Linked DNA regions of Zea mays: regions 1 and 3 are each linked to region 2. A link is a contact called in public Hi-C data. All regions are on one chromosome and are shown on one strand. The core of a region is the stretch at or near the end of the contact, and the rest is flanking DNA. Distances in the headings are between cores, read along the strand shown. Region 1 holds the start of LOC100284725. Region 2 holds the start of LOC100280411. Region 3 holds the start of LOC100278408.

Evidence for each region. A called contact is a pair of places that touch in the nucleus more often than the background predicts.
Region 1: a contact with region 2 is called in a Hi-C map of tassel, with 2.0 times the contacts expected there. The contact joins the promoter of LOC100284725 here to the promoter of LOC100280411 in region 2. A contact is called at or near these places in 2 of 25 Hi-C or Micro-C datasets (ear and tassel).
Region 3: a contact with region 2 is called in a Hi-C map of tassel, with 1.8 times the contacts expected there. The contact joins the promoter of LOC100278408 here to the promoter of LOC100280411 in region 2. A contact is called at or near these places in 2 of 25 Hi-C or Micro-C datasets (ear and tassel).

Annotation. Positions count from the first base shown.
Region 1 is chr3:177,968,136-177,972,120 of Zm-B73-REFERENCE-NAM-5.0, forward strand. LOC100284725 reads right to left here and starts at 1,406. Exons shown (of 3, transcript NM_001157620.1): 1 at 835-1,406. The coding sequence starts at 1,257. It also overlaps the pseudogene LOC109945147.
Region 2 is chr3:178,164,216-178,168,494 of Zm-B73-REFERENCE-NAM-5.0, forward strand. It overlaps LOC100280411, which reads left to right and starts at 2,041. Exons shown (of 5, transcript NM_001153334.1): 1 at 2,041-2,442; 2 at 2,536-2,667; 3 at 2,765-2,999; 4 at 3,077-3,326; 5 at 3,612-4,226. The coding sequence starts at 2,086. The coding sequence ends at 3,723.
Region 3 is chr3:178,401,970-178,406,247 of Zm-B73-REFERENCE-NAM-5.0, forward strand. LOC100278408 reads left to right here and starts at 2,914. Exons shown (of 13, transcript NM_001374044.1): 1 at 2,914-3,102; 2 at 3,224-3,750. The coding sequence starts at 3,418.

The DNA.
Region 1 (3,985 bases), core at 156-2,655, 200 kb before region 2:
AGTTGATGCGCCTCTACTGTCGTATTTAAGCAGGCAGGTGCACAGACATTAAAATAACTATGGCGTTGATTGAAGCAAACAGAAACCGGGCAGGATATTGCATTTCATAATGCGATGGTTCATGGTTCCAGATTTTAGGGGACCAGGGAGGAAATAGAGAGCCCTCCTCCAGTCTGTGTTGCTTACTTCCTTTGGAGTTGATTGCTATGGGTTTGTTTGGAACAACTTCACAAAGCCAAAAAAAAAAGTTAATCCAGATTTAGATTTACCTAGATCCACTATAGAGCAGGTCCACTAGTGGTGGAGCAGGGAGCTGGACAGCTGGTGAAGTCAGAGATAGTACAACACCATTTTTATGGTTGTCTACAGAGTTGTCTCGAACCCTGCATATGGTGCCCTTTGGGGACCTAGATCTTGATCCAAGCAGATACAAAAGTGGATTCTGATCTCATCTACCTACGACTACGATCTCCCCAACTGGTTACAAGTATAGAAAGGCAACCTCAACTCCTCAAGTGATGAGTGACTTCTCCAGATTATCTAACAACCAGCCAGAATCCTTCCTTTAAAAAAAACATGAACCCATGAAGTACACTAGTACTGATACATTTGTTGGTGTCATTGTTTTTAATTAAACTCCTAGTGATTCTGTTGTTGGTGTACTCGTTTTCAGTTAACTAATACTACTAATTCTCTTGTGCTGTTCTGCATGGCTCCAAGCATATGCTGCCAACAAAGTTGTTCAAACGAGCACTTCTTACGAGCTAGTAACTAGTTACAATTGAACTCCACTAATCAGCAAATGCAAATGCATGTGTTGTTGCAGGTGTGCACCTCTGGCCTGGAGGCCTTGCAGAGCGTGCCGAGCGAGTTGGCGAGGGAGGAGGCCTCCTCGCCCCTGCCGCTGCCGGAGCGCGGCAGGACGTGGAGCAGCGTGAGGAAGTCCCCCTTGTCGGCGACGTGGGTGAGCGCCCACATCATGGCGTGGTTGGCTCCCGAGCTCTCGTCCACCACCACCATCACCCGCTTCCCCGCGGCAGAGGCCGGCTGCTTCACGCCATTCCCGCTGCCGGCGCCGTAGCCCCTCGCGGCGGCGGCGGCGGCGGCCCGCTTCTTCGACCACCGCCGGGATCCCCTCCTCCCCACGCCGGCGCCGCCGTACTCCTGCTGGTCCATCTGCAGGCCGCCGCAGACCGCTTCGTCGCCGTTGCTCGCGCTCAGCTGCCTCAGGAAGCGGTTCCCCGCGCTGCTCGCCATCTACCGCCTACTGGCTAGCTTCGTGCTGCGGCCTGCGGCTGCGCAATGCAAGCAATGCGCTCGCAACTGTGTGCGAGTGCGAGCAAAGCAAGGTAAGGTGGCGTGTTGGTGCAAGCTCTGCAAGGAGGACGAGTACTGTGTGCGGTGTGATATGGCTACGTGCAGAGGAAAGGCCCCTCGGGGGCTATATGGATGCACGGCGAGGTGGATCAGTGGATGAAAGGACAAGGCCGCGTAAAGCAGAGGTGGTCACGAGCGTATTGGACTAGCAGCGCCACTGCAAACTTATTTATTGAATAGTACTCCTATAAAGATATATGCTAGTCACCTCAGCTAGGAAAGATGTCCGAGAAAAAAAAAGTACTTCCTCTGTCTCAAGTCTCAACATACGTGCTCCATAATATATATATATATATATGATAATTAATAGTTACAATATAAAATTTTATTCGAATATAAAATTTGTTTATAATAAAAAGTAGTTAGAGTTTTAAATGTGGATGCTATTTCATACTCCCTCGGTTCTAAATAAAAATGGTGGTACGAGGTTCTGGCGATCAATTGTTAAAAATATTAACTACGTATTATATATTTAAATAAGTTTATTAAAAATATGTATCATAAATATTAATATTATATATATGGTCTTAGTTAAAATTATTTGACTTCTCTGAAAACAAGAATGGCATTATTTATACGATAGAAGAAATCTAGATTTATTCAAATAATTTGATTTGTCCCAAACATATGATTGCATTGTTTTTTTAGATAGAGAAAATAATGCAATACTAGATTTGATCAAAGCCAAACTATCTTAAACTTCACGGAGCGAATAGAAAATGATATCACATGTACAAGTACAACATAAATACATATGGAAAATATTATTCCATGAAAAATCTAGTGTTCCTTTCATTTTCTAAAATATAATAAGGTTTTGGATTGTTTTAGGTATATAGTTTTTTCCGATACCAACATGTTTTATAATTTAAATTGGAGAGACTACTTTTTAGTATAGTACAAAAAATGTTATTTTTTTATATATAAACTTAGTTAAGATTTGATTTTTTTTAACTAAGCTAAAGTTGTATCTTTTTTAGACCAGGAAGTGCTATCGTCGGCAGAGAATGCACGAGTAAATTAAACAGAAAAGGAGCCCGCAGTACTTGCATGCCTCGCCAGCTCGCCTGGCACATCTCTACAACTATTAAGAGACAATTGTAGACCGTGCCCCCGCCCCCGCCTCCGTGACCCCCGCGCACCCCGCTCAGGTCCGCCCCCATCCCCTCCCTCCCCCCCCCCCCCCCGCAGGTCCGTGACCGTCGCGCCTTCTTCCCCCACACCCCGTCTTCGGATCTGCGACCGTCGCGCCCCCAGCCGTCTGCTTCAACCCCGGGCTGTGAGGAGAAGGAGGACGACGATGCGCAAACTAGCCAGAGAGCGTCACCTTGGACCCTCAGGGTCGCGAGCCATACACGGGCGTCGCTGACGACACCACGCTGCCAACCCTAGCCGCGCCTGCCTTCCTCCCCCGCTTGTCGTCGAGTATCAATGTTTGGAGGTGGGGGCGCCTTCGCCGGTGAGGTACCTGGTGGGGGCAGCGATCATGATGAGCGGTGTGGTGCCTTCCTCCCTCCATGTCCTCCTCCGCGCCGAGCGCGCCCTCCGCGACCGCGACGTCGGCGAGGTCCACATCCCGCTGTCCGAGCTCCTCTCCGGCGCCCCCGACGGCCCCGTCCCCGCCAAGTTCGTCGCCTACCAGGTGCGCAAGATCTCCTCCGGCAAGCCCCAGGGAGTCCTCAACCTCTCGTACAAGCTCGGCGAGGTCGCCAACGGCTACGCCCCCGCCCCGCCGCCCAGTCCGCCTACGCCCAGCCTCCACCGACCGCCGCGTACCCGCCTCCTTCAGGCAAGGTTGATGCCTACCCGCCTCCCGCCGCGTACCCGCCTCCTTCAGGCAAGGCCGACGCGTACGCCCCCCTGCCACCGCATACCCGCCGGCAGCCAAGGCCGACGCGTACCCACCTCCATACGGCGCCTACCCGCCCGCCGGCGGCAAGGCCGACGCTGCTTACCCGCCCTCATCCGGCTACCCACCCACGGCAGGCAAGCCAGGCAAGGGGGGCGAACCGGTGACGGCTTACCCTTCGGCCGGTCCCAGCACGGCGGCGCCCTACGCTGCTCGTCTACCGCAGTACGGCGGCTATGGTTACCCGCCGCAGCAGGCCGCGGGCTACGGCTACCCGTCCCCGCCGCCGCAGCAGGTCGGGTACGGGTACGGCTACCCGCCGCCGCAGGCCGCCGGCTACGGGTACCGGCCTGCTCGGAGGCGCCGTCGGGGGCCTCCTGATCGACGACATGATCTCGGACTCGTCAGCGTACGACGCCGGGTTCGACGATGGCGGCGGCTTCGATTTCTAGCGCGCTCCGGTGGCATGGGTGGTGACGCCACGCCGCGCATCAGAGACGGAGAGGTTCCCGTTTTGGATTTGCCTTTTGTGATTTGTTTCCTTCTGTACGCAATCTATGTAATTGTCAGAACAAAATCAACCAAAATTATGCATACATATATAGTATTGATGCTGAAAGCGTGATATTATAGTTGCACGCAATTTTCTTCTCTTCAGATTTGTGCATGCGGTTTTCTTCTCTTCAGATCTGTGCCAACTTTCGAAATTTTGTCAATCTGGCGATTGTTTAACCAGGCATCTCTAACTCGAAGCTGCTT
Region 2 (4,279 bases), core at 791-3,290:
TTATGTGATGGGTTACAAGAGAGTTCTCTAGTGCTGGAAAACGTAGAGAACAGGGTGGATGGCTAAGTAATGAGTGATCGTTCTGAAGGGGTGCCCCCTAAGCCTTATATACTCGACCGTGGGGCATTACATGCAGATATGATAACAACGCGTGCCTAAGAAATAGTGAACCATCTGAGTCTATCCTCCTATAATTCAGCCGACCTATCCTCGCTTGGTTCCGTTGTACGGGGCTCCTGCACGGGAAGGTCGGGTCACTGTTGTGATTACTGCTCGAATTTGTTGGGCCGTCTGGGCTTGCGCCGACCCGGCCTTGCGTTAATCCGTCCCACTGATCGTTCCTCCCAGGCCCACGAGGGGATGACCTTACGAATTATGGGGCCCTTGAGCCTTTCGTGAAGTCTTTTATCCTTCTAGTGGACCCGGGGGATATCTGTCCCCCACAGTTTTGCCACCAAAAGAATTACAAATAGAAAATGTATAGAAGAATATTTGATAAACCTAAAATTGTTAAAAGTCTACGTTTAAAATTATAATATAGACAAAGTACTAGTTGATTTCTAAATGTTGAAAACAAGTAAATAAAAACTCAACGTATTAGTATACATTAAAAAAGTTAATATCTTGTTCTCGTTAGTTGAACCAAGATTGAAACGAACATCGACATAGATTAAGGGGAACAACTAAATAGAATAGATCATCTTTAACAAATTCATATGGTTCGTTCTGACGACTTCATGGTGACGACCTAAAATAGAAATATGATCCAATAGATGATATTATAACAGGATCACAAAAGCTTATTGGTTTTTCATGTTTAACGTTTAATAGTTAGCCCATCACCCCTCCCTGGCTTATACAGGAGAAGGTCAGAGTGGCCGCAACTACACATGTCCAGCTGGATCAGGCTAGCTGAGGGACCCAAATCACGGTACAGGTTTAGCCCGTCCTGAACCCGGCACAACATTTAGACATGTATAGCCGCAACCTATGCCTTGACCAGTTGCTTTATGGCAGAGTGATGAACTAGAAGAGCTTAGGTTGTGTTGCCCAATTACAACAATGTCTGCTCGACAATAGCTTCGCCACAAACCTCTCGATAGGAGCTTGTAGAGTGCATCACCTTTTACCCTTGAATTTTTCCACTATCATAATTTCTTATCCAAATTCTTGACTACTATGGCCTCCAAGTTGGAAATCTTTCGGCCAAAATTGTTCTTTCCCTATTGACCTTCGCATACATACGTGAAGCGTTTATGGAAGAGTTTTGTATGTATATGTATGCAAGTATGTATATTCCTCCTGCAGTCGTCTGCTATGAAGTATGAACATGTGTGGACGTTTAGGGTTTTCTCTGACTTATTAGCTGTTGGGTATGTTCAGACCGAGCCACCGCGTTCGAAGTTCACTGTCCTGTCACCTATGGTTATGCACAGAAAAACAAAGGGGAGCATCTTCAGTCCTACACTTTCTTCTCTTTCATTTCCTTTTACCTTTTTTTTTTTTTGCGAAAGCTTACGCTATCTTAACGAATTTAGAATGAGGCTGGTTTGGACGAAGGAACCAACCAATCATTCCATTCCGGCGTGGAATTGGAATACGCGACGCTTTGCTCATTTTCCAAAAACATATATTACGGTCCAGAGACTTCCCAAAAAAAGTATCAGTTTATTATTAGTAAAGTGGATAAACATATTGCCGCCATCGTCACTTTTATTCCAAAACCGTGTCAATGAAACCTGATTGGAATTAGTAGTGTTCTCCAAAGCGCGCAAGCTCAAAAGACGGGAAAGCGTGAGACACAAGCTTGAGTCTCTAAACAAGACAAGAAAAGTACCAGGTCGTGTTTAGACCTCAACTCCTCAAGTTCTCGTCAATGGATGCAATGCAACCCATGCCGGTGAGGTGAAATTTGCAATTCCAAATTGTGACAGGCCTTACGCAATTTAGGCCATTTGTCAGAGATAATACGGGCTTTGGCCCAGCAACAAATATGGGCTTCTCCAGAAGCCAATCGAAAACCTTTCTCTATTTCGGTCGGCGCTTCTATCCACAAACCCCAGCCGCAGCGTCCGTGTACCAGTGATGTTGCCACTGCCCACCGTGGGCGTGGGGGCGGTCGCCGCGTCGCCGGCCACCGCCGCAGGGGTAGCGGCGCCCATAAGGTTTCGTCCGCTCCGCCTCGTCGCGAGTCGAGCCAGCACTACCCCTTCTTCTCCCTCTACGTCCAGCTCGGCTATATCCAGCGCGTCACCAGCGGGGCATTCCCGCGAGCACCTGTCGGGCAGGGACGGCTCCCCATCGAAGACCAGCAAGCCCCGGGTGTTCTTCCTCGACGTCAACCCTCTATGCTTCCGCGGCTCCCAACGTAGCCTCGGCGCCTTCGCGCGCTGGCTGGCCCTCTTCTTCGCACACGTCAGCATCCGTGACCCCGTCGTCGCTGTGAGTACACGCGCGCTGTTTCAGCTCTACACAGGACAGGAGGAACCATCGTTAGGTGACCTCTTTCTGAAGTCTTTTTTTCTCTGGCCTTAGGTTTTGGACGGGGATGGAGGGAACGAGTACCGGAGGCGGCTGCTGCCTTCGTACAAGGCGCATAGGGCTCGCGGCGTCGGCACTGGCGCTGACACGCGCGTCGTCGACGTTCTCCGCCAATGCAATGTCGCGGTGGGTGAAGCAACACATGTTTAAACTAGTGCAGTCAATCAATTGTTCTCAGGTCAAATTATTGAGGCTGCCAATTCTGGAAACGGCAAATTTTCAGGTTGTAAGAGTCGATGGATATGAGGCTGATGATGTGGTGGCTACCTTAACAGAACAGGTTTTACAGAAAGGTTACAGAGTTGCCATTGCCTCACCGGATAAAGACTTCAAGCAGCTGATATCTGATGATGTTCAGCTAGTCGTGCCCATTCCTGAGATCGGCCGATGGTCTTTCTATACATTAAGGCATTATGTTGCTCAATACAAGTGTGATCCAACTGCAGACTTAAGCCTTAGTGAGTATATTCCTTTCCTTTGGTATCGATCCACGATTTCTATGGCCACTGGGTCTCTGTTATATTTTAGCAACTAGTAATGAACTGGAAGTTGTGCTGCACAGGGTGCTTCATGGGCGATGAAGCAGATGGTGTTCCAGGAATCCAGCACTTAGTTCCTGGATTCGGCAGAAAGACCGCGGTGAAACTACTGCAAAAACATGGTTCGTTAGAAAACTTGCTAAACACGGCTGCAATCAGAACTGTCGGCAGAGGTTATGCCCAGGATGCTCTCACTAAGCATGCAGATTACTTACGGAAAAATTACCAAGTTCTTAGCCTGAAGAGGTACGGAATTTCTAATCTGCAATGGTAAAAAGAGATGCAGAAAAATCAATCATTCATGTCCTATGCTTGTGCCTTGGTTAATGCATGGTATCTGTACATGCTCAAGCCATTCTTGCATTGGTAGTCAAGCATACGTATAACACTTACCTATGCTTAGCTGCATTTTGTCATCACTCACCAAGCAATATCACAAAAACAGTCACAGTCTCACACGTATAGATTTGTATTTGGCAATGATGCTGCACGGATCTGAACAGCTCAGCTTATTCCTTTTTTCTACCTCAGGGATGTAAATGTTCAGTTTGACGACAGTTGGTTATCCCCGAGGAACACATGCAGTGACGCCAATGTTCTAGCTGACTTTCTTCTTAAACTGAGTGGCCAAGGCAGAAGCTAAATAGCTGGTACAACGACGCATTTGCACAAGCTGGACTTGTTCCTCACCAACCACAGGATTTAACAAGAAAAGGGAGATGCATAAAGGTTGAAGGAGCCGGTTGCTGTAAAAAAAATTGCGTATATCCTTGCTCCAAAGTAGTAGCCATCACACATTCTCGCTTGTGATTCGTGGAACTGGAGCAGCCCTACCTGGGTTGAAGCTGGGTGGAAAAATGGAAGTTTGGAAGGTCTGTCTGGGTGGGTACATGGTGACGGGACAAGCTTAAGAATATACAGGGATAAGCTATAGTGGTAGTACTACTGTGCTGTAGGCCGTAAAGTCCACAAGTACCTTGCCAGGAGATTACAGATGGCGTACTTCGTACTGGTAGCGACTCGTTGATGTACAACTAAATGCACGCGGGTTTTTTTTTTGTAAAGTTTGTACTGAGACACAGTGTCCCGACGCTGTCAGGAATCATCTTTAAATCATTTTTAGTGACACATATATGATGTACTATCATTGGTTACTGTTTGTACTGCTAAAATTTTTATTTACTCTGCAATACATATAA
Region 3 (4,278 bases), core at 1,664-4,163, 240 kb after region 2:
TGGCGGCGTGGGGGTGTTTTTATAGTGACGGCGTGGGACTGGATAATCGTGAGCGCGTGGGCAGGATCATGGACCCGATTCACGTAATATGCGCAGACTATATTTGCATAAACTGATACACACATCAGCATAACTCGTATTATAATTTAGCGTAAGCACAGGTAGGTATAATAAGCCAAAAAGGGTCCGGTGCGGTCTGCACACCTGGTCGGGGCTTCCTGTAGGTAAATAGAGCGCAGGGCTCTAAATACTATATATATATATATATATATATATATATATATATATATATATATATATATATATATATAAACGAAGGGAGTGGTATGCATTTGTGGATCTATTCTGTGTAATAATTAGTAAAAAAAAATAAAATCCATAAGTACAGTACAGAAGAAGAGGTAAACGAAAGTAAAGTAAATCATTGTCGTTAGCTTGAAACTTCTCTAAAGTCTTGTTTGAGAACAAAGTTTTTGAAAATCATGGTTTTTGAAATACTACAGTATACTTTAGTCATGACAATACCACAATTTAAAATACTACGGTTTTGGAATACCACAGTATTGGATACATAGAGGTGTTTGGAAGCAAAATATTTTTTTTTGCACGCGGTAGAGATGCGCGAACTGCGTTTTACAGAGAAAACTGAAGTATAAACCTAAGTTTAGAATACTTCAAAAGAACTGCAGTATTTGTAATACTTTAGTTTTTGAAAACAGAGATTTTAGCTGGCTTGCCAAACACCTTTTAATATATAATACTACAGTTTTTAAGAATACTGCAGTATTCTTCCAAAACTTTGAAAAAACTTCACTTCAAAACACCCCGTAAGTGTTCTTATGCCGACAAGGCGACGACCATATATACCGAGGCACGAGTCGAGCACCAGACAGAGAAGTAAATGTTTTGTATTACACATACGACAAGTTAATTCCATCGCTGTTCATCGTCGTAACGGATAACCAGATGGAAACAATTGGGGCCCTTTCACCGGCCTTTTCTTATTTTCCTACAGTGGACAAGTTGGAGCAAGTGGTGTGTGAGGGTTGACCTGGTACACGAGAACACGACAGCAGAAAAGTTGGTGTTCAACTTGACTGGGAATCGTAGACCGGTGTAGCTTGCCTTAAAATTAATCTTGCCTGTTTTTTTTGGCTAAGCCATAGATTAGCACCCCTGCTCGATCTCCTGGCCACATGATCTAGCTCCACACACTAACTGGAGTGTTGTTCCCTAGTGCTGCTGCAAGTCCATGCGTGGTGGTTTAGGTTTGCTTGCACCAACACTCCAACCTAGCTGTTGCTGCTACTACTACTCACATGCATGTGTTCATATGGTTTAATCATGATAAATGGAGAAAACAATGCTTTGGTTCACTGCACTGGATTAATCTTCAACAACTCATGCAAGTGGCGGTTCTGCATACTACTACGGTACTACCTTAGTTTTCGAGAATATTTGTCGTCCGCTAATTTATATTTAAACTAAAACATGATAAATAAAAAAGAACATAGTAAGTATATATGATAAAAGTTTTGCAAAATTGCATGTCACGCGATGCTTGCACATATTTCTTACACTATCACATGAGGTTATGAGCTAGTATATTTTCGGTGTACTATTAACCTAAGTGCTAGTCAAAGAAATCTATTATATTGGACAATTCAAGTCATCGCTGCACATGACATGCTAACAAGGAAACACCAGCAAGTAAGGTAGTGTTTGGTTGAAGAGCCAAGTAGAACGGAACCGTTCTGTTCAAGTTTTGTTGTTGTTTGGTTACAAAGTAATTAGAATAGAATGGCTCCAATTAGAGAATATTCTCCTCAGATCCAGAACCATTCCGCTCCAAAAAATCAATGGGACGGAGCCGCTCCGTTCCAATCCCGCTCTCACAGTCACGCTCCGTTCCGTTCACTCTGCAACCAAACAAAAAACAGAACCGCTCCGTTCCAGATTACCAAACACAGAACAGAGCGGCTCTGTTCCTAAAATCAGGGATGAAACGACTCCGTTCTATTTGGCTCCTCAACCAAACACTACCTAAGTGTTAAAATAACGTAGACGCAAATCAACACGACTAGCTAATAGCTTCTCGCTGTTTGCTCAAGCTCGTTTTTTTTAACTCCCGCCTCTCCGTTTAATTAAACAATCCACGAAAAAGGAAATATTTGCGAGTTTATTTGCATCCAAAGCAAACATGTTATACGTTGTGAAAATTAGGGGTATTGGGTTTTTAGTAACTATTTTTTTAGCTCTTGCATCCTATTTTATTTTAGTTTCTAAATTATCAAATACATAAATTAAAATATTTTTTTAGTTTCCGTATTTTGCAATTTAAAAACTAAACCAAAATAAACTAGAGAAACTACAAATTATTGCCTAGAAACTAAACACCCATTTATGATTGATGCAATTGCTATCGATAAACCTCTAAGGACATGTATAGTAGAGAGACACCAAAACGGCTCTTCAAACACAAGAGGTAACTAAGATACTCTATTATACAATGGAGTGTCTATAAATGTAGCCTATTAATAAATATAAAAGTAAATGCGTTTGTATAACATCGAATCGATTGAACAGACAACAAATTCGTACAGTGGAAGTAAGACATCTGTTACTATTTAAGCTACAATTCAGAGATATCTCTTCACAAAAAAGATGGCTCCATTTTTTTTACAAATACAATTTTAGACAGCTCAAAAGATTATACATTAAACACCACTGTACCTAATAACTGCGTAGACACGGACGGCAACACGGCCGCCGCGAAACCGCGTTAATTTATGAGCGCCCGCTGATGTGCCTGTTCCTGTGCCTGTGCGTGCGCCTCCTGCGTGTGGCAATAGCAGCGGGCAGCGGCAGTTGGTCACCGTGGTCGTGGAGTCTGCAGTGGGCTGGACCCTCCCTGCCGCAGTTCCGCTGTTGGACCCTCCTTGCCCGGCTACTGCTGTACCCTCCAACAAGGCAAAAAGAAGAACGAAGCTCACCCACCCTGCCCATCGGCCTCATCACTTCCCTCAAATCCACCGATCCCCTTCCAGAGGTTAGGGCCTCTGCGCCCGATTTCGTCCCGCCTCGCCGATCCACCCGCCGCAGGTGCGTTCCCTTGCGCCAATTTCTGGTGAAAATGCGTTCGTGTGGAGAAAATCTCTTTACTTTTTGCGCGGAAATTCCGCGCCTCTCTTCTGACTTGGCGCTGTTCTCATGGCTTCTGCAGGTGAGCGGCTTCGCCGGTTGGAGTGTAGTACTGCGGTCGCGACCTTCGTTCCGAGCTGGTTCATTTTCGCTTGGATAGGTTTGGTACGGATGGGAGCCGGCGGCGCGGGGATCAGGAATGTTTCGGTGCGTGGGAGGTGAGAGCCGCCGGTGGGCACTGAGGGCCTAGGGTTTGGTTGAAGAGGGAGCAACGAAATGGGGGGCTTTTGCTCCAAGGGGTCGGCGGTGGACAAGTCACCCAGCGACACTACGCTCGGCCCCGGCCGGGAGGTTGACCGCCATGACCGTCTAGTGGTGAAGGAGGAGAAGAAAGCTGTGGTGGGGGAGGCTGCTGCCAAGAGGATGCAAGAAGAGCAACATCAACAGCAGCAGCAGCAGCAGCAGCCAGCAGCGCCACCACTGCCTGTATCGGTGTCGCAAACGGCAGTGCCTGGAGCTACCGCGGATAACACTGCAGCACCATGGGATGGGGTGCCACCACTGGCACGGTTGCCATCTCAGAAGTCGGGGATGGGTGTGGCGAATAAGGCAAGTTTTCAGTACTTACTTTAATGCATTATTGCTGAATCAATCATTTCTTGCCTCGTCTGTTAAAAAACTGAATTGTTTTTTATATCAGTGTAATTTGTTCGTGCTGATAATGTTGCTTAGGGATTAGTGCACTTTTCTCATGGGAATTTTGAGCTTTCTTTTTCTGTAGCATTAGCCTTTTCATGACATTTTGACATCTTGAACTAGAGGATGATCTACCAACATCTTTGCGTGAATTTTAATAAGTTTTCCTTGAGTGCTTGGCAGCAAGGAATTTGTTATTCTCTGCTATAATGAATGTGTATGTTGCTTTGGATTTATGGTCACACAAGAAAGGACCAAGAACTAACCAATTGAACCCAACTGAATAAAATCTTGAGTGCTTACGATGATGAGGAAAGACGGGCAATTAATTCATACTTAATAGGAGTATTTAATTGCGTCTGCCAGGATTCGAACTCGAGAATCGAGATATTTGACCCTGGTACTGACCTATTCAACCAAAAAGTTTAAGGTAATGGGGAA